6 separate regions of the Mus musculus genome follow, and all the other regions are linked to region 1. A link is a contact called in public HiChIP or PLAC-seq and Micro-C data. All regions are on one chromosome and are shown on one strand. The core of a region is the stretch at or near the end of the contact, and the rest is flanking DNA. Distances in the headings are between cores, read along the strand shown.

What was found. A called contact is a pair of places that touch in the nucleus more often than the background predicts. HiChIP or PLAC-seq counts read pairs in DNA pulled down with a chosen protein or histone mark.
Region 2: a contact with region 1 is called in an H3K4me3 HiChIP or PLAC-seq map of forebrain, with 3 times the contacts expected there. The contact joins the enhancer-like site here to the promoter of Robo1 in region 1. A contact is called at or near these places in 5 of 39 promoter capture datasets (cranial neural crest, frontonasal cranial neural crest, hippocampal neurons and 2 more), 4 of 484 Hi-C or Micro-C datasets (cerebral cortex, cortical neurons and embryonic fibroblasts) and 4 of 115 datasets of contacts at active chromatin or transcription factors (embryonic forebrain, embryonic limb bud, forebrain and 1 more).
Region 3: an H3K27ac HiChIP or PLAC-seq map of trophoblast stem cells shows a contact between it and region 1, with 2.8 times the contacts expected there. The contact joins the promoter of 4930500H12Rik here to the promoter of Robo1 in region 1. A contact is called at or near these places in 2 of 115 datasets of contacts at active chromatin or transcription factors (extraembryonic endoderm stem cells and trophoblast stem cells).
Region 4: an H3K4me3 HiChIP or PLAC-seq map of embryonic limb bud shows a contact between it and region 1, with 4 times the contacts expected there. The contact joins the enhancer-like site here to the promoter of Robo1 in region 1. A contact is called at or near these places in 9 of 39 promoter capture datasets (the C10 cell line, cranial neural crest, embryonic stem cells and 5 more), 1 of 15 datasets of contacts at CTCF or cohesin (embryonic stem cells), 20 of 484 Hi-C or Micro-C datasets (DN3 thymocytes, LSK cells, cerebellar granule neurons and 14 more), 16 of 115 datasets of contacts at active chromatin or transcription factors (craniofacial prominence, embryonic basal ganglia, embryonic forebrain and 11 more) and 4 of 9 other capture datasets (adipose tissue, embryonic tail, liver and 1 more).
Region 5: a contact with region 1 is called in an H3K4me3 HiChIP or PLAC-seq map of craniofacial prominence, with 5 times the contacts expected there. The contact joins the enhancer-like site here to the promoter of Robo1 in region 1. A contact is called at or near these places in 7 of 39 promoter capture datasets (cranial neural crest, frontonasal cranial neural crest, hippocampal neurons and 4 more), 7 of 484 Hi-C or Micro-C datasets (adipose-derived mesenchymal stem cells, cerebral cortex, cortical neurons and 2 more) and 9 of 115 datasets of contacts at active chromatin or transcription factors (craniofacial prominence, embryonic forebrain, embryonic hindbrain and 6 more).
Region 6: a Micro-C map of granulosa cells shows a contact between it and region 1, with 2.2 times the contacts expected there. The contact joins the enhancer-like site here to the promoter of Robo1 in region 1. A contact is called at or near these places in 7 of 39 promoter capture datasets (the 3T3-L1 cell line, 3T3-L1-derived adipocytes, the HPC-7 cell line and 4 more), 1 of 484 Hi-C or Micro-C datasets (granulosa cells), 17 of 115 datasets of contacts at active chromatin or transcription factors (T-cell acute lymphoblastic leukemia, craniofacial prominence, embryonic basal ganglia and 12 more) and 2 of 9 other capture datasets (adipose tissue and pancreatic islet).

The regions. Positions count from the first base shown.
Region 1 is chr16:72,660,780-72,664,939 of GRCm38.p6, forward strand. It overlaps Robo1 (roundabout guidance receptor 1), which reads left to right and starts at 2,370. Exons shown (of 29, transcript NM_019413.2): 1 at 2,370-3,415. The coding sequence starts at 3,361. It overlaps Gm29908 (a long non-coding RNA gene), which reads right to left and starts at 2,287. Exons shown (of 3, transcript XR_384961.4): 1 at 2,209-2,287.
Region 2 is chr16:72,213,166-72,217,325 of GRCm38.p6, forward strand. It overlaps a transcript of Robo1 not described here. Among named protein-coding and RNA genes, the nearest start is that of 8030451O07Rik, 19 kb to the right of the region's middle. Within about 2 kb of position 1,931, at least 9 of the 459 cell types and tissues checked have an H3K27ac peak or open chromatin away from gene starts, as enhancers often do. A contact at or near this core is called in forebrain, where this site is marked.
Region 3 is chr16:73,070,085-73,074,244 of GRCm38.p6, forward strand. 4930500H12Rik (a long non-coding RNA gene) reads left to right here and starts at 2,262. Exons shown (of 4, transcript XR_876153.2): 1 at 2,262-2,591.
Region 4 is chr16:72,993,587-72,997,746 of GRCm38.p6, forward strand. Robo1 (roundabout guidance receptor 1) reads left to right here. Exons shown (of 29, transcript NM_019413.2): 18 at 81-107; 19 at 1,531-1,573. Among named protein-coding and RNA genes, the nearest start is that of Gm52247, 36 kb to the left of the region's middle. Within about 2 kb of position 2,480, at least 15 of the 459 cell types and tissues checked have an H3K27ac peak or open chromatin away from gene starts, as enhancers often do. A contact at or near this core is called in embryonic limb bud, where this site is marked.
Region 5 is chr16:72,348,433-72,352,592 of GRCm38.p6, forward strand. It overlaps a transcript of Robo1 not described here. Among named protein-coding and RNA genes, the nearest start is that of 8030451O07Rik, 120 kb to the left of the region's middle. Within about 2 kb of position 2,204, at least 12 of the 459 cell types and tissues checked have an H3K27ac peak or open chromatin away from gene starts, as enhancers often do. A contact at or near this core is called in craniofacial prominence, where this site is marked.
Region 6 is chr16:72,937,352-72,941,511 of GRCm38.p6, forward strand. All of the region lies in intron 6 of Robo1 (roundabout guidance receptor 1), which reads left to right. Gm52247 (a long non-coding RNA gene) reads right to left here. Exons shown (of 3, transcript XR_003951918.1): 3 at 2,988-4,160. Among named protein-coding and RNA genes, the nearest start is that of Gm52247, 20 kb to the right of the region's middle. Within about 2 kb of position 1,925, at least 4 of the 459 cell types and tissues checked have an H3K27ac peak or open chromatin away from gene starts, as enhancers often do. A contact at or near this core is called in granulosa cells, where this site is marked.

The DNA.
Region 1 (4,160 bases), core at 1,120-3,619:
ACTGAAGCTGAGAAATAAAAGTTAGTATTGGTATACTTTCAATCCAATGGAAATGTGGTAGGTGTTGAAATACATTTAAAAAAAATGTTTATCTGTGGGGCTGGAGAGATGGCTCAGAGGTTAAGAGCACAGACTGTTTTTCCAGAGGTCCTGAGTTCAATTCCCAGCAACCACATGGTGGCTCACAACCATCTGTAGCAAGACCTGATTCCCTCTTCTGGTGTCTGAAGACAGTTATAGTGTACTTACATATAATAAATAAAATAAATCTTAAAAAAAGACACATTTTTAAAAAGGTTATTTGTATTTTGTGTGTATGCATGTGTTTGAGTTTGTGTGTGTGTATATATATATATATATATATGCACAGAACATGTATACAGGAACCTGTGGAGATCAGGCAAGGGCATCAGATGGCCTAGAACTGGAATTAGACAGCTGTCTGCCCATCACAGGCTGGAAACAGAACTAGGATCTTGCAAAAGCAGTAGGCACACTTTCCCATTGAGCCATAAGGTGAAATAGGGCTTGAAAGATCTCAGTGATATTGTGAAGACTGGGAGATACACTAGGGAAACAATGTAATAGGGACTCTTGCACAGAGTCTACTTTCTCATACTGGTGGCAGAACCTGTGTTTAGCATGCAGGAGCCCCTACCTCTCTGAACAGGAGGTCCAACACACACACACACACACACACACACACACACATGCACGCACACACTCACACATGCACACACACATACTCACACACACAAATAAAAGAAAATAAGAGGATATATCCTTCACTAGATGGAACTTCAAAATCTTCATTTAAAATCCCCTTGACTAACTTGGGGATTGGAGATTTTCGTTTTCTCCTCCCCTCCTTCATCATGCTAAGCTTATTTATGTTCTATTCCTGGGGTATCTTATCTTAAAAGTTCATTTTATTCCAAGGAAAATTTATTTTCTCTGTTTCTCACCAAACTATCTTTTCACAGATACCAAATCAATGTATGTCTCTTAACATTTACTGCACGTTTCTTGTTTTTACTGCTGAAAAGATTCTGGTTAGAATCTTTGACTTCTTATCTTTGGCTTGTTTACTGAGTTTTCAGTCAGCTTTCTCAGGATTAAATTGTGTTTCCTTTTCAAAGGTAAGGTGCTGTTAACCAGGTTGTCTTTTCACAGACAGTTGCTCTGAGTTCACGGGCCACAGAAGCCATGACCCAAATGAGCACATGGCTCTTTGAAACTTGCAGTTTAGGTAGGCAATGCAGGCAGTCAGTTAAGGGAAACCTGGAAAAGTCCAACCGTCTACACAAAATAAATTCAAACCCTCCTCACCTGCCGTCATGCCACCGGCCATAGTTGAAGGCAGTAAGTACTCATCTTGAAGTCATAGACCATAGCTTTGAAGAGAGTAACTTATTAATAAAAGCGATAGCTGTGTCAACAACTGCAATTTGTAGAGCCTTCCGCAGATATTATATGGTTTTCATCGTGTCATAGGCAATAATAACAAAAAAGAAAACAACGAATTTGTGAAAACTTGTCTGTCAAATATCCCAGGCATGTTTCATCTCGGGCCTAATTAGCTTACTCATGAAGTAGCCCCACAGGCCCCATTTTTTTTTTCTTCAGAAGAGAGAATAAAGTTAGTATGGCCACAGGTACCTGATACCCTCGGATTTGGGGTGGCCCAGTTTTTGAGATGCTAAGAGCCCATCACTGCAAACTTTAGATTAATGTATTACCACCCATCTGTTACTCTTCTTTAACTGTTGAGTCTCTAATATCTATAAGCTACCTAGACTCTCCTGTAAACATAATGAAGTCTCCAAGACCTAAGCCTTCACTCCTTTCTACAGGACCGCCAGCAAATTCAATAAAAAGAGAATATCCATCCACTACTATATTTTAGATAATTTACACTTTCCTAAAGCCTCTTTGCTGAGAAAGCAAATAAGTTTGTTTGTTTGTTTGTTTGCTCGTTTAAAGAGAATATGGGGGGTGGTGATAGTGGTAGTGAGTGAACTTCTTTGGAAGTTTACTGCAATTCCCTAAATCGGTAAAGAAGAGGTTAAGAGGGACCTGGAGGATTTTGAAGTCTTTGGTTTGGGAGGTTCCATTTGGAGAAAGGTGCAGGGGAGCCTGAGATGGAAAGGGACCCAAAACAAGTTCTTATTCGTTGAGATTTCTGCTTCTGAGTCGTTGAAATCTCACCTGAGGGCGCAGTTGGGCGCTCCAGGCATGTGGATGGAAATATTAACACGCAGAACTTGTCTGAGCAGCGCCAGTGAGGGCCTGGCAGGGATCGAGCGTCCCCTTTAAAGGTTCCCGAGCCGGGCTGGAGAGGGAGGAAACCCGGAGCAGCAGGGACTGAGGGGGAAACCCACGAGCTGTCGAGCCGAAAGGAGGCAGCGTGAGAGCAGAAACTTCAGACGCTGCAAGCTCCCAGCGGAGCTCGGGCGAGCCTCGGCAGCATCCTCTTCCTCCTGCTCGCTCTTTCCCACCAACCCGGGGCCGCCCGGAGCAGCCTCTCCGAAGCTTCCAGGAGCAAGGAGTAAGACTAGCCACCCCGGGAAGTTTGGGCTGCAGCTTGGTTCGGAGGTGCGTTACACGCGCCCCAGTAGAAGCAGGACCCGGGACGATGCTGGGTGCTGTGCCGGGCTGGGGGCGCCCGGAAGGCGCTCGTGCATCCGCGGTCCTGTTGCTGTCCCCGGTGCCCTCCGCATCCCGCGAGTGATGGGAACAAGGGCCCGCCCAGGCAGCCGCTGTCGCCGTACCGCCCCTTCGCTCCCTCCTGGTGCGCAGAGTCACCCAGGCGCACCCCGTGAACCTAGAGACTGTTCTCCCCAGCTGCCGCCGCTACCTTGACTGCAATCTCCGCCAGAGGGGGGTGGCCTGCTACTCTCTGGCTCTCCGGTAGACGGAGGAGCACTTTTTGGGGTGCATCTCTTCCTTTGCTCTCACACCCCAACTTTGCAATCGCCGCGCAGCGGCGCCAGGGCACACGCTGTGGAGGCGCACGCCGGGAGGCTCAGCAGGACTGTGGAGGCAGGAAACCGCACAACTGCTCCTCGGTTTAGGCTCTTTGTTGTTCGCCTTGGATGAGCCTTGGAAGTGGTTGAGCCTCTTCAGAAACCCGGAGCTAGGGAAGACAAACCTTGGGCTTTTTCTTTGCAAAGGGATTGACAAGCCTCCGGAAAGGTCGACGAGAAACTGCCCTGCAAACTCTTGGCGGATTGACTCACGTTGCTTATATTAAGCCTTTGTGTGTAGGGTGTATGGTGTGTGGCTTCCATAAATTTGGAGATCTCCGCTTCTGCTCCCTTCTCTTGGCATGAGACTGTATGCAGGACCTACCCGAGGACAATGATCGCGGAGCCTGCTCGCTTTTACCTCTTTGGATTAATATGTCTCTGTTCAGGTAACCTGCGCCCTCCTTCTTCACCCTTCATCTCTTTCGCTGGTCCCCACTCCACTCTTCAGAATCGGACCCTCAACCCTGAATTGACTCTTGGCGACCTCTCCCTTCTAAGGCCAGAGGGGCTCGACCCTTCCAGAACTTCTACAGGGAAAGGTTTCTAGTTTCGCGTTTGAGGTTGTCCCCTCTGGCCTATCACCCCAAACTCTCCTGAAACCATCCCAAACCTCTCGGTAGACCTCGGCCTTTCGCCAAGTTCAGGGCACGCCCAGCTCACTCTGGGCAAATGCCTGTCTAAGCACTTGGGTGGTAGAGGCAGCGGGTTGTTTTGGGCTCTTAGGATTAGGTCAAATGAGTATCCCCCATCTGAGGGATCCTTAGGGGGTGCTGGAGTGGAGGGGCAAGCGGCACGGAGTGGGGGTGGGGGGTGAGGGGGGCTTGTGATCCTCAATCCCCAGCAATCCAAAATCTGGTCCCGGTCCCCGTCCCGCCCCACCCCCCCACCCCCCGTTTCTGAGCTCAACGGGTTGTTAGAAGTTGTTTTATGTAACCAAAGTCTGTAATTAAATTTGATTCTGAAGAAACTTGAGGAAATAACTCCTTCTCGTGGTAGGATATAAACTAGCCACTGCCTGACTGGGTTTAGAAAGAAAACAGGCGCTTGCAAGTAAGTTGCCTGGTAGTCCTCATTGGCGAGACAGAGCAGAAGATTGCCCTTAGTGTTTGTAAGATGAATAGTTCTGCAGCT
Region 2 (4,160 bases), core at 681-3,180, 450 kb before region 1:
AACTTTAGTTTTATCTAGGCAACTGCTGTTTCACATTTAAACAATCTAGAGGAGTGTGAACATTGTGACTTAGACATTGTGCTTGCCGTGCACAATACAGAAAGTTTCTCATATTAGTGAATGTAGGCACACGTGTTATGAATACAACCATTCTTATTTCCACCTTCCCGATAGCATTTCATTTCATATGGAATTTGACCTGTCAATTCTACTTGTTCCTGGATACATTCAAACTAGTTCTTCCTAAAAGTTAAAGAGAAGCTCATTTAACATTCTGTAAATATATGTATTTATAGTGTAGTGGAAATAACCTATGTTTTCTAACTAGAATTTGGAAAGTATAGTGAAGAAGAATGCAGTTTATGGGGGGGGGGTTGGTTTTTTGTTTTGTTTTGTTTTTTGAGGGGTTCTTTTTTGTTTGGTTGGTTGGTTCTTTTTGTGTTTTTGTTTGTTTGGTTTTGGGGGGGTGTTTTGTTTTTTGTTTTTTGTTTTGTTTTGTTTGTTTGTTTGTTTGTTTGTTTCTTAAGACAGGGTTTCTCTGTGTAGCCCTGGCTGGCCTCGAACTCAGAAATCCACCTGCCTCTGCCTCCCAAGTGCTGGGATTAAAGGCATGTGCCACCACACTCGGCTACAGTTCATGTTTATTAAATACATTTTCACGTATGTTATAGAAATGCTCTCAAATGGTGGTATATAGTACACACACACACACACACACACACACACACACACACACACACAATCACTCTTATGCCCTGAGTCAGAAATACAGAAAAAAATGAATACATATTTATTTTTCTCTAAGACCATAATGATCTCGTTTTCCCTTTAGGCTTATCTCTTTATGAATATTAATTTTTGTACAGGCAACTATTGCCATTTAAAATTATTTTGCCAATCTTTGTAAGACTGGAAAGTTTAATGCTCTATTAAGCATTTTACAAATAAGTTTTTCAAATCACATACCCCTGAGCGTACCAATGGACCGATGAAACCACCAGTTCCCTGGGCACTGGAGTCTCTCCGTTCTAAATGAATGCTAAAACTTTTTCCTCCCTTCTAAAGTTTTCTTGGTAAATATTTTGCCTGAGAACATCAGGGCTCATCTTTTAATTATCTTAGTATGAATTCTTGTGTGTATTTTTATGAGAATGAAAAAAATTAGAATCATATTACCATGTGCTAACTTATTTGTGAATGTATATTGTATGGTAGTGTCAGTTTTTGTATAATCTAACAGTAATCCAGCTCAGCCTGCGATTTAAAGTCTGAATAATTTTCATATCCACTTCTCAAATAGGTCATATCGCTATGTTCATGAAAAAAATCACATAGTGTTCTCTATTTGATTCTATAACACACTTGACACACCACCACTAACATCTATACATTTACTTGTAGATTTTATTCTTCAAGTCTTAAGGGAATACACAGAGAACAAATACATATGAATCAAATAGTACGTGCGTTCTAATTTCACTACTGTGACTCCTCAGAGGCACGGTTTTCAGACGATATGAAGATTAGAAAGCCAATGCTCTAACATTCAAGCAAAATTTCAATATTTTCACATTTTCAGACGAGAATGAATCGCTCCAATTGGACACTAATAGCATGTTAATCTTTTAATATACGTATAATCTCAAAACAGGCATGATGCAGCATAGTACCACTATCATACAAGCAGTATTAAAATTCATATGTTCTTGTCTCTGGCCCACTAGCAAAGGGTTTCCTGAGGACCTCTTTCAGCTCAGACTTCTCCAACGGAAGCTGAGATTATAAGGTGACAAAGTGGACTGTCTCCCCTCAAACACTCTCAGAGACCCAGGCAGCTGGAACTTTATAATCGGTGGCGGGGGGCGGGGGGAGCTATAGCAGGAACAAACAAGCAAACCAAACCCAACATTACCCTTCAGGGAATGAGGTGGATTAGAGAGATAATGACTGAGTCATCTTCTGAGGAGTGAACAGGAATTTTCCAGCTCTACAGATGCTATAAAATCCATTCCATGATCTTGGAAAGATATAAAAGGCGGGGGTGGCTTTGAGTAAAAATGGAGGCCTTTTGCAGAACACATGACCAAGGCTCGACTTTCCACTTCATTTCGTGAAAGTTGCACTTGTATTCTATAGTCACAGTTTCACAAAGTTACTAAAGGGCAGGCGGTGATTTTAAAACAAGCCTAGTGTTAAGATTTTTTTTTTTTATCCTATCCACAAGTGAAGAAAATTATAATGCTGTAGGTGATGCAATTTTCTGTTAATTTTGTATATGTGACCACATGGACGGTTATGCTAATGTGTTTGCATTATAGTAAGGTCACTTCATGTTATATACCGAGAGGAGAGGACAGGCTATTTCGTATGACTGTCGCACAGGAGAAGGATAGAAGACGATTAGTTCTCCAGGCCAGCACTGTTTTCAAGATGCATTTAAGGCACAGTCTTTTAGAGGCCCCTATGCAGGATTTTTCCTTTTATCTCAGGAACAGGGCGAGTGGACCTCTGTTTGCTCAAGGGAAATGGTAGAAGCTGAAGTGGGGTTGAGATTTCTCTGCGAGGGGTCGGAAAGAGCATCCAGTTATCTCTGTTGTTTCCACTGCCGATTCTTTTGTAGTCGCTTTTCGTACAGATTAACGGAGGCACAGGATACAATTGTCTCGGCATTTTTTCATTGAAATATGATAAACCTGGATCACTGAAAGACTTGGGATTTTTTGAAAAGGTTTAAGGAGTTCCTAGCTTATTCTGCCACCTTGTGGCCAGAACGCGAATTTCCATCACATCTGCAATAAGTATTTGTCTTTCTCAGGAAAGTAATTTACAGTATTTTACCTAGAGGAATCCCTAAGGACAATGAAGATTTATATTAATTTTCCTCAATAAATATTCCCTACTCAAGAGAATCGTGTCTTTTATTTGAATTCTTTAACTTTAGTTAACATTCTGTTTCGCAAGAATAACACAGGCCTGGGACACATTGAACGGAAATTAAATTAAACCAAATTATAATGCTGTTGGGTGCCATCGCGAACTCTTTATAGCACTTTGATTTATTAAGTGAACAGTGGGGGAATTGAAAGAGGTGCCTTCCCAATGGGATCAAGAACATTCCTGCTTGCTTGTTCTGTGGATATTGTGAGAGTCATCAAGATAAAAATATACAAATAGCTAATGTCTAGTAAGCATTATGGACAGCATATTGCCCTTTTACCAAGTCCATTGTGGTCTAGGAGATTTCTACTAATAATTTTTCTCTTCTTTGATCAAGTATTTTTTATCTTACATCTTCATAAAGCTATTTTCACTCTTATTATGAAATAGCTTTTACCTCATTAGTGGCACTGTCCTAAATGTTGTGTATTTCCTTTAGGTTAGTCCTTTAAAAGTACTCTTAATCAAGCTGGGCGTAGTGGCGCACGCCTTTAATCCCAGCACTCAGGAGGCAGAGGCAGGCAGACTTCTGAGTTCGAGGTCAGCCTGGTCTACAGAATGAGTTTGAGGACAGCCAGGGATACACAGAGAAACCTGTCTCAAAACAAAACAAAACAAAACAAAATAAAACAAAACAAAACAAAGTACTCTGAATCAAGAAGCAACAGATTCATTGAAACAAAGCAGTAGAGGTAAAGATATAAACTAACTTGCAAGCCATCTATCAGCTATTGGCTTCCCCTCATGTGGTTCTCAGCCACAAATAAATTTCAAATGGAGATTTATTATCTGTGGAATTTCGGTTATACCTTAGCTATTTTGTTCTTGTATCCCCTTTTATTAAGATGTCATGTCTGTTTCTTGCATGTGTGCAATGTACCATTATCATGCTTACACCATTATGTTCTTATCCCCTTATTCTCTCTCTAACTGTTTCTCTTCTTCCTCCTAACGGGCTCTTCCCTATTTTTTCCACCATTTTGCCATTGTCCAGGTCTCCTGAAAATAGTCACCACTCCATAAAATCTCTCCTTTCAGCTTGATTTTAAATGGGACTTATCCATAAACTAGTTCAACTTGCCCCATGTGGAATATAAAGGAGTGAAAACTTGTTAGACATTAAACATTTGTAATTGTTGAAATAATGACAGAGTCCTTTATTTTATCTTGGCTAATGCTTCAAGAAACAAAGTCTGTGGCTTACATACGTAGGCACCTGCTTC
Region 3 (4,160 bases), core at 1,012-3,511, 410 kb after region 1:
TGTTTAATCCGCTTATTAAATGTGTTTACAATTATTCGTCTCGTTTCATCGTAGTACAGGCTTATTGCATTTGACTTTACTGATTTATGGTTTCTTCCTAAAGGGCTTCTACCTCCTCAAGCCCTGTTGAATTAAATGCTTTCAGATATAATCAACCTGTTTGTACATCGGGTTGGTATTGAATAATTTTACAATTGGGATGGAGTCACTGAAAATGTGTGGTGATGAATGCTTTTCTGATATTTTCTCAGAACCTCTTTCCAGCATGCACACATTACATATTTAATTATTATAAAATACAATGGAAAATTATAAGATTATGCATTAAACTCCAAATGTGTCAATGCCAGATAGTAATTAATGGATTACCAGGCAATGTCTTAAATAGCTGCGGTTCTGGTAGTTCTTAGCTTCGTGATTTGTGAAGTGTAATTTTTTTCAAGTATTTTACTTGGTATGGTTTATGGTTTTAATGATGATAAAAATTTGTTTAGCAGTTTTATAAATACAACATGAATTTTCTCCATAGGTCATCTTATTTATGTGTTTAAAAAACTCTCATAAATGTATTTTCACCATTATCATTATTCTTGTTAATATTTTCATCATATTATTACTTCCACTGCATATCTGGTCAACCAAGGCTTGCCTAAGATGAAATGGCTCTTAAATGGGCCATTTAGGATTTGAAATCTTGCTCACAGCCCATATATATTTCCAATGAAAAGAGGGATTTAACTTCACTGTAAATTCTAATTTTAGTTTCATCAAATTAGTAGAAGTCGATTTCTTAGAGGAGAGATTTCACACTTGCTCCCTCTTCATGTAACTATCAACTTGAACTCTCATATTAATGTGTCCTGAGGTAGATAAAGCTAGCTCTTATTTTTAGCAATCAACATAATTTCTTCAGCTGGCTTCTAGTTTTCAGATGCCGGTTCAATATCATCTAGTTCTCATCAACAGCTTATTCCCCTCTTCTTTTTATATCAGGAACTGTCTATACTAAATAGAATTAGGACCTAGAACCAGATAGCCATATGCTGACTCACTCTGTTAGGACTTCTTCTTTCTCCCGTTCATCTCCTCCAAATGCTTTTAGGAGTCAGCCTATGAAGCAGAGAAATCGATCCTCAGTGTTTGCCTCAATGTTTGTCTTAACAACTTATGACTTGCTTTTGCTACTAATATAAGAGCAGAAGTAACGTGGTCATCTTGGGAGTCACCATTCAGGTTGTAGTACAAGCTACTAGACGTGTTGGTGTTAGGATAGTGGGGGTATTGCTGTGACAGTCTTGACCACAGTGTTTTTTGAATGATTGCAGAAGGACTTGGGAACTTTGGGCTAGAAAAGCCATTGTATGTTGAGCGCTCAGGGAGATGTTCTATATAAGATAGGAAGATAAGAATATTGAGAGCAGTGCAGACAGTAGAGGCCTAGTTTGTCAAGTTTCAGAGGAAAGCAAAGATTCCACTGAAAGATATGAGTTAAGAATCTGTGCTGCTGATTAGCTGGGGCTGAGGAATTAGCTGAGGAATTTGTGCTGCTGATTAGCTGGGGCTGAGGAATTAGCTGAGATGAACAAGATACCAGAACCACAAAAGTTAAAACCTTTGTTTTTCTTTTGAGTGTTTGTTATTATTTATTTACTTCACATGCAGATCAAACCTTCCCTCTCACCTCTCCTCCCACCCCATCCACACCTCCTCCCCTTCTACTTAGAGAAGGGGAGGCCTCCCATGGATATCAACCAGCTTTGGCATATCAAGTTACATTAGGACTAGTGCATCTTCTCCTATTGAACCTACACAAGGCAGCTCAGTTAGGGGAAAGGGATCCAAAGGCAGGCAACAGAGTCAGAGACAGCCCCCTGCTCTCACTTTAGGAGTCCCACATGACACACACAACTCCACAAATGTTACACATGTGCCAAGGACCTAGGTTCATCCCATGCGTGCTCTCTGGTTGGCAGTTCAGTCTCTATGAGCCCCTATGGGCCCAGGTTAATTGTAAAATCATTGTTTTAATGGGGCAATTGATGCTGGTTAGTTAGAACCTAGAACTTAGTGGTAATTAAGGAAAGAGTAGCATCACAGAGGTGACGTCTTCTGGGAACGGTTTCCTGAGAGTCAGCACATGGAAGCTGTGTCCCAGAGGCAGCCTAGTTTGAACCTTGAGCTGGCAGCTGAAGTTGGTAGTATGAGTCACCCAGGTGCTACTGGTTTTGATGTCATAAAGGGGTCATGGAGAGCAGCTGTGGCTTGCCACTGTGAGAGGTCAGGAGAGACCATTGGTGAAGGTGCAGCCTCAGTAGCTGTTGAAGGCCAGATAGACTGAAGGAGTCATGAAGAGAAACCGAGGCTCGGCATCATGAATAAATCCTAGGACATTGGTAAAAGCACAGCCCAGTTGCAGTCAAAGATCCCAGCATTGTGGAGATGCCAGTACCTTGGCATGATCACCAAGAGCAGCAGTGGCCATAGAATGGCGCCTACCCGAGCTTAGAGGACAAGCTGTGTGTGCTACAGAGGAGCTGGAGAAGTGGCCCAAGCCCCTTGTAGGAGGCCAGAAGATGGTTAGTGAATCCCAGGTAATTGGATAGTGAGTTATTTTTACTTTTGGAGTTTGGTTTTGCTTTGTTCAGATTGCGATTACCCACTTGTTCTTCCCTTTTGAACTAAGAAAGTATTTAATTATTTTTTTATTTGTCAAGACCTCACAGTTGTGAGACTTTGAATTTTCTAAGACTAGATTTAAAAATAGACTAGCTGTTTTTAAAAGACAGAATTTTTAAGTGTTTGAATTTTTAAAGATGTGGGACCGTAAAATTTGGAATGTTTAGATAGTAATATTGATATTAACATACAGTCTTGGAGAACAAGAAAGGAAAGGTTTAACAGTGATGTGGTTTTATGTCACAAGGTTGCCAAGGAGTCAGTTGTGCTGGCTGGTTTTATATCAAATTGATAAAAGCTAGAGTTATCTGAAAGGAGGGTGTGGCAGGAATTTGATCACACTGTGAGCCCTGAGATTGTGTTATCTACTGAAAAAAGCCATGTCTCTAGTTGTGGTGTGGTTCAGCCCTTAGCACCCACTTTTAATCTCAGACAATGAAGGGAAGGTTAGTTTGTACAAGGTTGCAACCATGTTTGAAAGCGATGTCTAATCGAGTGGCCGACCGACGAAGTGAGGAATCAGAGAAAGATATGACAGAATAGGATCTGCCCAACTCTCATAAGAAGAGAGATGAAAGAGACAACGTAAGAGAGACCAGCACAGGGGGATGGAAGAGGAGGCTGCTTTACCAGGTAAGTTTTACAGAGACAGGTTGCAGAGACAGACACAGGTGAAGATAGATCAAGCCAGAGAGTGTGAAGGGGACAGAAGATTAGAACAGATTGCCAAAATTATTATGAGGCCAAGCAGAACAATTTACACAGAGGCCAGGAGAGAAGCCACATCGAATCAATCAGCTTAGAGAGGAGTTGAGTGAGCCAGCCAGCCTAGAGCTCAGAAAGAACTAGAAAGGGTGAGTTTATTCAGTAGTAAGTCTCAGAGGCAGAAAACATTCTAGGGCTAGACTAAATTGTATGGAGGCTAGAAGCTTCCAGGACTAGGCCTAGGTTAACAGACTGGGTCAGTAAGCCTGGGAGACAACAATTATATCAGGATTATTTTCACAGGATGGAACCTCAGTTGAGAAAAATTCCTTCATAAGATCTTTCAATTTTCTTAGTTAGTGATTGATGGGGAAGGGCTCAGTCCATTGCGGGTGGTACGTATCCCTGGGCTCGTGGTTCTGGGTTCTATAAGAAAGCAGGCTGAGCAAATTATGAGAAGCACGTCAGTAAGCAACACCCCCCCCCCCCCACCCCATGGTCTCTGAAGAGGCTCTGGCCTCTAGATTCCCTTTGTTTGAGTTCTTGCCCTGATTCCCCTCAGTGGTAGACTGATACCTGGGAGTGTAAACTAAAACACCTTTTACTCCCCAAATTGCTTTGGTCACGGTGTTTTAATCACAGCAATAGTAACCCTATCTAAGATAATCGTGAATTAGACTCACCAGTCCTGTAAGTCTGAGAACAAGAAAAGTAGATTATCTCGTGTGTCTTTTAATATAACGATTGTGTGTGTGTGAGAGAGAGAGAGAGAGAAACTA
Region 4 (4,160 bases), core at 1,230-3,729, 330 kb after region 1:
GCTTGATTTATACTAATGTGATATGTTCCCCTTCTCTCGTCAGCTTAATAACTAGTTTATATTTTGTTTTGATTTTTCAGTCCCGTCCTTTACCTTCACGCCAACAGGTACCTGTATGCACTTAACCTCTTCCTTCCGTGTGTTAGTTTGGCATGTGTGGTGTGCTGCTGTGTGGCTGGTTCCAGTTCGTTCTGAGCTGGAACTCGGGGAAAGGACACGCACACGTAGTAGAACACCCAATCTCCTTCACTCCCGCCGGGCATGCATTTGAACTAGACATGGTTGGTGCTGCTTTTTTCACCTACTGAATGAATGCAGGCCCATATTCTGCATGCCACATTGCATCTTAGTCCTGTGTGCATGGGTCCCTGTTAAACAAACACACCTTTCCTACCACATTCCCCCTCACCTCCCAGCATGATTGAATGCGCTAATCATCTGACTGATTAGATAACGCCGGGCAGTGCATCGGTCTCCCCTGGACTCAAACCTCCACGTTTTCCAGCAGCAGAACAGTTTTTGTCCTTTGTAACTCTCTGTCCATAGAATTAGTATTCTCGGAGGTACCCCCAAAATCGCCATCCCACGTGAGACGTGAAACCTCATTTCCAACAAGTCAGAGTCTTCAACATGTGCCCATTCCGTGTCTTTCAGAATGGGCGCTCCTCTCCCATCACCTGCAGTCAAAGATGTCCCTTAGTTATGTGTCCTCCGCCTTAATCCAGTTCCTGCGATCCCTGGACACAGTTATCTCTCCCGAGCAGACTTCCAGTTTAGAGTTTTTCTAAGTCTCAGAAACTTGGCAGCTTTTAAAAACACATTTCTTCTTAGAAAAATGTGTCTGTATTTACAGGAAAGCTAATCTTCTTAACTCCTTGCCTAACTATTTATAATTCGTTTTTTTGTTCTGGCAAAAAATGAAAATTAAGATTTTTTTTCATTCATGTGTGATGGAGATATAATGTCTGATAGAAACACAATACCCGAGGGGTTTTCATAAGCCACGTATAAAATCGTAAGCCACGTATAAAACAGGTCATGTTAGTTGTCACAACTTGGCTTAAGTCTTTGTGTGTGCAAAGAGGGTTTATTTGAGCATGTGTCTGTGCTTTCGTCTGGGAAGACAATCTAGCCATGTCTCTTTCCCTGAAAATTTAAAGTTATACATACAGAAGTCATAGAACTATCTAATCTCGTGAAAAAGTCTGAACAAATCCTTACAGGTGCACATCAGAATTAGTTCCATTTAGTAACAGTGTCCTGGAGTTTTTAGTTTTGCTCCTTGCAATCATATTGAGAGACACTGAGAAATTAAAAATGATGTATGGTTATTCTAAAAATCATCTTCTATAACATTCCTAGAGCAAAAATCTGTGACATCTTGCAGTGGTTTTTTATAAAGCCTCTAGATAGGAAGGGAAATTGAATGGCATTTAGAAAGATGTTCATGAATTTAATGGCTCCCGCTATATAAGCATGTCTATTAATTGTTCTCTTTCTCTCTCTCTCTTTTTTTTCATAATATTCTAGTAACTTATCAAAGAGGAGGCGAAGCCGTCAGCAGTGGAGGGAGGTAATTATCTTGCTTGTTTTTAGATCCAAATGGGTATTCCTTCCTTCTTTCTTTCTTTCTTTTTTTTTTTTTTGGTCTTTGACATTGCTTCCTTTGTTAAAAGGTGAAACTTCCATGTTGAATTGGTTCACCTACTTTGAAGTGATCTCTCCCTTCAGCTGTTAACCAAGGAATTTTTGCAGTTATTGTATGAGTGCTGCATCTCAGTTCTTGACCACGAGAGGGAGCAGTTTACCCAAGAAAAGCAGGCGTGCTGATTTAGCAAATGATGAAAAGGAGTTAAAGTGATTAGGCCTTGGCACTTAGGAAGATTAAGAAATATAGCTGGTTAGCAGACACGATCAAAGAAAGGTGTTCCCTTGAAAACCTGCTGAACGCGGCAGTTGCTCGGAACTTGTGGGTGATGTTTGTTCTCCGCAGGAATTTAGCATAATTCACATCTACATATGGAGGGAAAAGTACATTTGCAAGAAGAAATCTAGGTAGCTTGTTAACAAAGAGATTTTTTTTTCACCTCTAATTAAGATGAACCTCAATCCCACATTTATGTTTTTTTAGTGATTATTATTCAGTGAGTTGTAATGTATTCACAGAGAAATCACAAATCGAGGTGGCAGAAAGCTGAAAGGGGCTGAAGCAGAGGATAAAACACAGGCTTAAGGATTTTCCACAATAAGGTGATTTTTTTTCACCACCACCCCCACCTATCCCACCCCCCAAAAAATCCAGTAATATTAAGATGATTTTTTAAAAAAGAAAGAAAAAATTAAAAAAAAACCCATCCAACACAAACTATTTTATAATTCAAATTTGTTTAACTTGCTGAGTGCCTTTGAGTGTCGAGATGAATAATGTGTTTAACTACTAGAATATGGTGTGATTCCTGAATCTAAGAAGCAGCGGGCAGGAACATTGCTGAACTTGCTGTATAACAAAGACGGATTTGAATGAAGCAGGTTGCCTGCGTCTAGCCAGGGCTTTGCAATAGGCTCTAATCTCTTCACTCCTGGATACTATTAACTTCTTGTTTTCATACCTGTGAAACAAAGCCAGTCTCCAACTCACTGCCAAAGCTAAGAAGTCTGAAAAAAAAAATCCACTAGATTCACCAATTAAACCACAGCATATTTTTGTGTTCTGGGGAATTCCATGTAAGTCACAGCCCCGGCATTCACACAGGAGCCTCTGGCATCGAAGCGTTTCCTCTTAGGGAAATCTGGAATGCCTGGTGGTTTAGCCAGCACCTTTTGTGTATATACTTAAGCTGTAGGCTTCAGTTTTCTTGGCAGTAGCCTCTGTGCACGAACATGCGTGCACAAGCTCACATGCACATGCGTAAAAAATAAAATATAAGCCCCCATTTCTTAGCTAAAGCATTTTGCAACCTATGGAAACAAAATTACCACCGGGGAAACAAGGGTAGAAATTCCTACGTAGCAGTAAGTGGTTCTGTTGTAAATGAAGAATTGCAAAGCCCCCAAACTCTCTACTTGAAAGTCCACTGGCAGTGAAGACATAACTGTCTCCATTTAGAAGCAGATGCTTAGAATAAAGTGGATTTTTGTCCGGTACTCACTAGAAATCATCGTTTTCATCAGTGAAATGGCGAAAGGCTCGAGAGACTGTGGAGTGTTGGGGAAGTCGCAGTTAACAAAGGTTTTAGAGTTGAAGCTCGGGGTGACCAGTGGTTGCTTTGTCTTGTTTTGTGTTTTACACAGTTTTAAACATTGATTCGTTAGCTATAATGAACTTCTGTGTAGCAGCCACTACATAAAATCGCCACCCTGGATTTCACTGTAGAGTGAGAAGCACAAGATGAACGATAAAGACCATGGATGCTTTTAAAAGTCTACTCTATGGTCATAACTTTTGCTAATCATGGCGGGGGAGAAAGGAAAATAGAATACAGAAAGTGGTTCATTGGGAAGACAACATCATTTCCAGCCATGGAACGGCTGTGTGCTGTGTGTGTGTGTGTGTGTGTGTGTGTGTGTGTGTGTGTGTCCGTGCCTGTGAATGCACGGGTGTGTGTACGTGTATGTGTGCGTTTGTGTATTGATGGAGCAGAGAAAGCATACCATATCAGATGTCACTGCTGAGTCCTGTCCGTTCATCCCTTCAGCTCCCGGTTTCTTTCTCAGACTCTGGATCCTAACAGACCCAGCACGTCACTAGGTCGATGATACCGCAACCAAAGCCTTCACGCCAGATGCCTTCACACCCTGCATCCACGGAGCATCTCTTGCCCTTGTCTTCTCCCTAGTGTCATTTGTCTGCTAACTCTAGATTTCCCCCACCTCTTCTGGAAGAACACACGGGCTGTCCCAACTTAATCTAGTTTCACTGAAACTACTCTTGCCACTTCTCTGCCCGTTTAGGCAAGAATGCTCTTTGGGATGTGTGTTAGTCATGTCTGCACTCTTGAAGAAACTGGTATCAGTAGGATCCAAGGGCATTATATCAACCCCAGAGAATCTTAGATTGCCATGTTATCTAGCCCATATTACATTGTCTGCTGTGCATGCTGGAACTTGACATTGTGCAGTATATATAAGATTAGTCTAAAGATGGCTTTCTACTTAACCAT
Region 5 (4,160 bases), core at 954-3,453, 310 kb before region 1:
TATGCATTGTGTTGTTCTCCATGCCACCGCACACACATTCAAGAACCCTCAGGCAGACTTATCTTTACTGTGAACAACACAGATTCTTCTACCTCCTTTGCTTCTCTTGTACAAACTTTTTCATCTTCTGCATAATTGGATTTATATCTGAACAGTATCTGAATTTCTTTTACATGGTCTGAGTTTTTTAAAGAACTCGATTGCTTATACTCATTCTAAACTCCAGCCTCTTCTCTTCTACACATAGCTATTCATTTATGTTTCCGGAAGACATATGCTGCAGCTGGATTGAATATTTATTTCCATTGAATATACATTATAAAACACTGTGGGAGAAGAAGGTGAAAGGATTCATAATATGAAAAATAGACAACTATGCTGGAAAAGAGAGAATAGCAATACTCAGATTGTTATGACTATATAGGCTGGAACTGGTCATTGAGCAACAATGTGTCAAAATCAGGAACTTACCTTACCTTACACACTTTGTGAATCATGCCCACTTTTGTGACGATGGAATGAATTAATATGATAAAAGTTACATATTATTTAAACAAGCAAACAGTCAGAACAAAACAGTTTTAACTTCATATTTTGGGGGGGGTTATTTTTTGTTATTTTTTGTTTTGTTTTGTTTTGTTTTTTTAAATCAGGGCTATCAAATGTAAATGTATGTGTTGAACACAGAAAGACCAGGTTCTCTTCTACTTCTCTTGGGTCTTGGCATTTTCTCCTTCTATTCAGTTTTACCTGTCAAGTTTAGTAACTGCTTGCAAAAAGTCTTAGTACTGTCAAATTATTGAATTGCCTTGAAAACATCAGTTTGACTTGAACATATTTAAGGAGAGTCACATACATTTTTATTACAATGCATTTCCATCTTACAAGTGCATAATATTAAAATAGACAAAGGGGCATTAATTTTGACAGTGAAAGATAGCCCTAAAGTGGGCAAGTAAAAGAAACATGAAAATGTTCACATATTGTTTAAATAGCACAGCCAAAGTCATTCTGAAACATTTGCTTTCTGACCCACGGATGGCAGAACAATGTAGCAGATAGGAAATTGACATGATTGCCTTACACTTGGGAAACTTAAAGCAAAAGATTATCCAAGACTGTGTTATGAGAATCATCTAAGGTTAAATCAAATATTGTCGGAGGAAGAAGGGATTGTGTCCACTTTTCTTCTTCCTCCCCCTCCCCCTCCCCCTCCCCCTCCCCCTCTCCCTGTCCCTCCCCTCCTCCTCCTCCTCCTCCTCCTCCTCCTCCTCCTCCTCCTCCTCCTCCTCCTCCTCCTCCTCCTCCTTCTTCTTCTTCTTCTTCTTTTTCTGTGTGGTATTATTCAGGATCAGACTCTTGCGTATCTCCCCAGGTTGGGATATATAGAGAAATTATACTAGAAATAGACTTCAGTTGAGTAAATATTCTAACAGACTGTTCCCCAAAATGTGTAAGGGAAGTTGCCTATGTAAGTGGGCCAGAGGGATTTAACACATGGATCTAATTTGAATTGTTCTCGTATTTTATTCTTCTCACATGAGAGATTTATGTTTCTATATGACTAAAGATTAGCAGATTGTCTACAGCTTGTCGAAGTTTGAACAGAAGAAGAAGGGAAAAAAAAAAGATAGTATCTCTCTGAATTGAGCTTGGCAGCTCAACTCTCTGAGCCATTGGTTTAAGATTGTTCATTCAGATGAGACAAGTATAAACCAAGATTTTCTAATTCTCTGTCTCTGGTCATATAGCCCCACAGGCTTCAACTCTCACAGCTGTGAATGCTATTCTGGAAATTTCCATGTCACTTTCAGCTGATACTATGTATGCACAATTACTGCTCCATGCAAAGTTGTGCATGCCTTCAACACTTAACAATCAAAGGAGATTTAAAATATACAAAACAGCAGGTAGGACTTGAAGCATAGTTGCTCTTGAAAAATAGAAACCTTGCATAATGGAAAAAGCTTATAGCCAACACTGTGGTCTGTGAAGGATGTCTAAGGAAATAAAAGCAGACGCCTTTGTATTTAGTGTCTTTCTGGGTGAGAGAGGAGCCACATTGGTAGATATAAGTGGTTGCAGCCAGAATCTAAACAGGCAGCTTAAACCACATCAGAAATCAGAGTCTTTGTGGGGGCAGGGCAAGCTGGCAGAGAGAGAGAGAGAAAGGCAAGCTGAAGAGGGAGCCTGAGGGAAGAAAGAGAAGATCATGTTTACAGCAGGAGAACAAGTTCTTGTGGTTAGGGCGTGTCTGGTGCTTAAGCACAGAACCTCACACCTGGCGGGATAGAAGGAGTTTGCTTTGTAGGAGTCCAGAGACCACTGCATGTATGGTTCTATGGCCACGGGCAGTTCACTCCCTTTTAATGTGGAGATGGAGGAAACGGCATCTATCCCTCGCATAACAGTTTGAAAGTAATAAGAGTTTTCTCTTAGTCCTTTCCGTGCAGTCTCTCTTGGAGCCCAGCAAAGTGTCTCTTGGATTTCAGTTCAGAATAATTTATCAGGTTAAACACGACAAAAGCTGAGAATACGGTTGTGAAGGAAAATAAGATAAAATTTAAATAAACTAAAGGGGGTGATTATAATTCATTCATCTTGTCAGTATTGTTTCTGAGCCAGACAGTGAATGGACTAGCTACAGAGCAGCCATGGCTCCAAAGAGAACCAAGTGTGTCCACTGACAAACTTCAAGTACTCCTTAGCAACTGTTAGGAAGGAGAGTGTTGATGAGATACCCTAAGGTAGAAACACACAATCCAGAGACCCGGAAAGAAGCTCCCTATGCGTTCAAGTTACCAAAAAGAAAACACCGGAATCGTTTGTCCACTTCATTTCTCTATTATCAGCATCTGTTTTTTGTTTTGTTTTGTTTTGTTATTTTTAATCTTTTTTTTTTTTACAGTCCAGATTTTTACCGCCTACTGGTCCACCATTCCTCCTCCTCCTACCTTCTAGTCTCCACAAAGATGCCCCCACCCCACGTGACCTCTAAACTCCCTGCCGCCTCCAGTCTCTTGAGGGTTAGGTGCTTCATGTCTGAATGAACATAGACCAGGCAGTCCTCTGCTGTATGTGTGTTGGGGGCCTCATGTCAGATGGTGTATGCTCCCTCGTTGGTGGCCCAGTGTCTGAGAGATCTCGGGGGTCAAGGTTAGTTGAGACTGCTGGTGCTCCTACAGGGTCACCCTCCTCCTCAGCTTCTTCCAGCTTTTCCCTAATTCAACCAGAGGGGTCAGAATCTCTGTTTTTTTGTTTTTTGTTTTGGGGTTTTTTTTTTGTTTTGTTTTTTGTTTTGTTTTGTTTTTACAGAGAAATCTAGTTGATGAGAGGTTGTAAGACAGTCTAAAGCCACACCCTCTAAAGGGGGATGGGCACCTGGATCACTAGTGCATCATGGCTTCCTCCACAGCCTTCCACCATTGCACACTGACATGCCATAGAAACTGGAATACAGAGCTGCCAGATCCCCTACACCTTCCAGCAGTAAAAATACCAGACACAGCATCACCACCGTCATTGCTGCTGGTTTTAAGCTTCAAGGGACTCTCACTGCAAGAATTATCTCAAAGCGGGCCTAATGTCAGAAGGAAAATGCTGTGGGTGGCCCCTATAACAGGTATCTCCTAAAAATTAGATAATTCCTATTCCATTCAAACTGAGCCAACTTTTATATCCTTGTGATAGAGAAATAAGTCAGTGAGCCAAAAATAAAAGTTTGCATGCTATACATTTCAATTGCTTTCCTGGGTGTAAGATTTTTTTTTAAATTGTGTCCAACTATTTCAGATAATTATGGCTAATCACATAATTCCTGTAAATGGATGAAGTGACATAATTTGGAAGTTTAACAAGAAATGTAGACTAAATAATCACCACATGGAGCTATAATTTATGATGATGAGGGGCAAATTTTAAACTTTGCGAAATAGTATAATTTGAATAGTATTTCCAACTGCTGACCAACTGCTCTAGCAATGAGCTACATAATATGAACTTAAGGGCTTGCCTCCATTTCTAGGCTATCTTAAAGACAGAGAATTCTCTAGTGACTAGTGTAAGTTTACTTTCTTCCCAGGAATCTATTCCGGATGGAATGGTCTAGATGGAATTCAAGACTCCAGCGGTGTCTGGAGGGCTTCAGGGCAGCTCTGACC
Region 6 (4,160 bases), core at 675-3,174, 280 kb after region 1:
CTCTGTGACAGGAAAACTGGCTGGCTGTCGCAGTCAGTTAAATAAGTCTCACTTCAAGCTCTGGCCCAGAGCCTTCTACCCTGCTAGACTGTTGCTAATATAAACAAGTAGTTCTGTGTCGTGTACAATGGGCACTGAAACCAAAATATGGCTTCTTCCTGCAATTTTAAACTCAGTTCCATGGCTAAGCCAGCCTTAAGTTTTCCATATGGAATTCTTGCTCCTAAGCCAGAATTGGTTTCAATGGAAATTGGTTACAAATGATCGGCTCCAGAGCCACTTGCTAAATTCAGATATTCTCATTTCAAATGTGTTTGTTTTTCTATGAAGTTGTGTGTGTGTGGGGGGGGGGGAATCTGTGAGTAACAAAGACTGTATTGCTTCATTCTGTATTAAATACGGACATTAGCATCACTGTGTAAGTCACCCTCACGTATTAGAACAGTAGACAGAGTACTGAAGAGAAGCAACACTCTGATTCAAAGAAAGAGCTAGGAAGAATTTAAAGGAAACCAGAGATCTGGAGTTTTTATATTTTTTTTCATCCTTTGTGAAGACTGTAGTAAATATTAGTTACTACACTGGAACCTAATCAAAATTGAATCCCTTTGGTAGCAGGACGCAGTTATAGCAAAGTTAGCAATGTAATTTGTAGTTCTATGTGGTTCCTTTTAAGAGGGAATATTGGAGTCGGTTTGCACTTGAAAGCAATCTCTATGCACTTAGCCATTTAGCCACCCTGTGAGTATTTCTTTCATGGGATTCAGATAGGAAAGCTTCAGCATATTAAAATCATGAGTAAAAAAGTACTTTAAATAAGGATAGTGTTTTGATTTTTCACCCCTAATACAAAGAAAGTTAATTCCAATATCTTAAAAGGAATCCTGATTTGAAATTTATTTTTCTCTGTTCTTTTTTTTTTTTGAAGCTTTTTTTTCTCTTTACTTTTTAGTTTTTGTGGTGTCGGTGAATGAGCCAAGTACCACATTTAGCAGAGAGTTACACCCTATACCCTGTTCTGCCCTGCTTGAGACAGTATCTGTAAAAGATACTTTCATAGTCCTTTCTTGAGTCGAGGACCCTTCTGTGGATTTTCTGCCCTTTCCTCCCTCCTTCCCTCCCCCTTCTGCCCTTGATCCCTTTTCTGCATTTGTGAGTGTGCATGTGTATGTGCTAGTGCATGTGTGATGTATGTTTGTGTGTGGTGTGTGTGCATGTGTTTGTTGTGGTATGTGTGTCTACATTTATTGTATGCATATGTTGTAGGTGAGCTATATATGTATGTGTGTGTTATGAGTGTTTGTATTTTATCTGTTCTCTGTGTGTATGGTGTCTACATGTGTACTAGTATGATCTGTGTGTGTATCTGCGTTTTTCTGGTATGTGCATTGTGAGGGCAAGTGCCTGTATATGGTTTGTGTGTCTCTGTGTACTGGCTATGTGTGTGTTGTATTTGCTGTGTGTACATGTTGTATGTGTATTTTGTATGTGGTGTTTGTGTATATTTGTGGGGGGGTGTGCATTTGTATATGTGTGTTGCATGTGTGTATATGTGTACATGTGCCTGTGTGTGAGTGCGTGTGCGTGTGTGTGTGTGTGTGTGTGTGTGTGTGTGTGTGTGAGAGAGAGAGAGAGAGAGAGAGAGAGAGAGAGAGAGAGAGAGAGAGAGGCTGGGAACTATCTTCATGCATTTTTCTTCCTAGGCAGTTGATCTTCTACAGAACTAAATCCAGCCCCCAGCCCTTCCTTGGCTTTTCTACTTAGATATTCTCTGCTGTGTTTTAACGAATACTTATTGAAACTGAAATATGAATCCACATTTTAACCTCTGCTTGAGTGGCAAAAGAGCACAGACACAGGAGGAAAACCCAAGCAGCACCTGGTGGCTTGATCCTAACTGCCAACAGCCAACTGTATTGGGTCAGAGCTGGAGAGGCTCAGATGTGTGATTCATTCTGTCTGTGGTCTGTGCTGGGAAGAGAGTAAAGCAGCAATCATTGGACCATTTGCATATTTTAATAATATCACATTGAATATTTTAAGTGCATAAAGTAAGACAGACTAAGAAAATAAGGAAACAGAAAATTTTCAGACGAGACAAAAATCCTAACTGTAAGTGTCTTGGTAAATAAACTGATACTCAGGCCGAACCTGACTCAGCAGCTCCTCCCCGGAGCACAGAAAGTTGTCTCTGTATTGTTTGTCTACAGAGAAGTTAAAAAGAATAAGGAAACATTCTGTGGATTGACGCAAATGATAATGATCTTGCAAAGGATTCTTTTTAATTCTGAACTTTCCAGAAGTTAACAATGTATGTCACAAAGATAGTAGCAAAGGTTGTGTTACAATCATTAAAGCCAGGGCTACAATTACGATGAGGTTTTATGAAACAGGAACTAAGTGGATGAATGGATATTAAGACTATTGGGCACACAGACTGTTAAAAGGCATTGTAGTTTAACTCAGTGTTGTATTGTCGAGCATTCTGCAGGAGGTGTTTGATATCAGCTCTGATTCTGCTAACTGATCTGGTTGATTGCTTTGCCAATTTTAAACTCCTCAGCCCATGCATCATTCTCTCTGTACTACTAGAGTCCTTCCGTACAATCCAAAGGCTAATAATATTATTCATGAATAGATAGCCTCTAAAACCTCTTAATATTAATGACCACTTCAGATTTGCATGGCCTGCTGAGGTCACTCTGTTCAGAGCTTGTCACTGTGCCCTGACAGCCGCACCCCCTGAGGTCCACCTGCAGTGGTAGTTCTGTGGGAGCAGGACACTAAAGCCAAAATACATTTTGTGCTAAATCAAAATATAGATTATTTAATACAAATGTCCCTATCTTTCTGGGTAATGAAGGTCACAATAAAGATCGGAGGCATTAGGAAGCTGAAGTCTGCAATGTATTCTGCCCTGCTTCTAGAAACAGTTCATCCATAAATATCAAGAGTCCAGAAAATCTCAGTTCCTTTACCTTGCATATCCAGTTGTAGACGCCACTGAATTTTCCTGTCAGAATGTGACTCAAGGCTCAACGGTAATTTGACCAATGGGAAAATAACATTTGTTATGTTTAATTAATTATGCTCCTTATGTGACTAATTAAAATGAGGAAACAGCCCTGTTTAGAATAGTTAGGATAGGAAAGAGATTCTGCCTAATTCCTACTCAGAAAATTCAATCATGAATAGTCCATTGTCTTCTGGGGTTATCCAATATTTACTACCTGTGATTTCAAATCAGTGATTGGTTAATTATGCCTCACACTTGTCTACAACTCTATTTCTCATGTGTGTATGTATTTCCTTATACACGTATACATACCATCTACATATTTATTCTAGAATTTAATTTATAAATCTAAAAAAACAACCCACAAACAAAAGCTATTACAACTTATAAACAAATGAGACAGTTCACCACAGTCTTAGGCTATTGTTATGTTTGAACTCTAATAACTCATTTGTGAGCGTTACGATTGCCAGGTCTATCTTGGGAGAGATGAATTAGCTTCCAAACCAGTGTCTGACATAGCATAATAGCCCCATCTTTTAAAGGAAATTATATTTAGTGCGGTATTTATAACAACTTTATAGGTTGTGACATATCCATAAGACATGAAATCTAACCAGAAGAAAATAGATGCACAGGGCATTCTGCCAAGCTTTTAAACACTGTCACAGAAACTGTTACAATTTATGGCTCCCCTTGGTATTTGAGAATGGCGAGACTTTTGTTTCATACCATTTGACGATCTTAATCGAAAAGCATTACATTGTTCGGTAGCTGCTTGTCAGGCCGGCCTTGAGGTTTTTCTTGGAGTCAGATAGTAATCCTGTGGAATAGGTTTGTTTGTCTTCCTTTAACTCAAATTCCAAGCCTTTATTATTTCTTTATAAAGATTTATTTATTTTTATATGAGTACATTGTTGCTGTCTTCAGACACACCAGAAGAGGGCATTGGATCCTATTCCAGATGGTTGTGAGCCACCATGTGGTTGCTGTGAATTGAACTCAGGACCTCTGGAAGAGCAGTCAGTGCTCTTAACCGCTGAGCCATCTCTCCAGCCCTGAGGCTTTATTTTTAAAAGGTGTGATATTTCCCCCTTTGGTTACATTTAGAATTTTGAATGAGTAGATCTACAAAATATTTTTA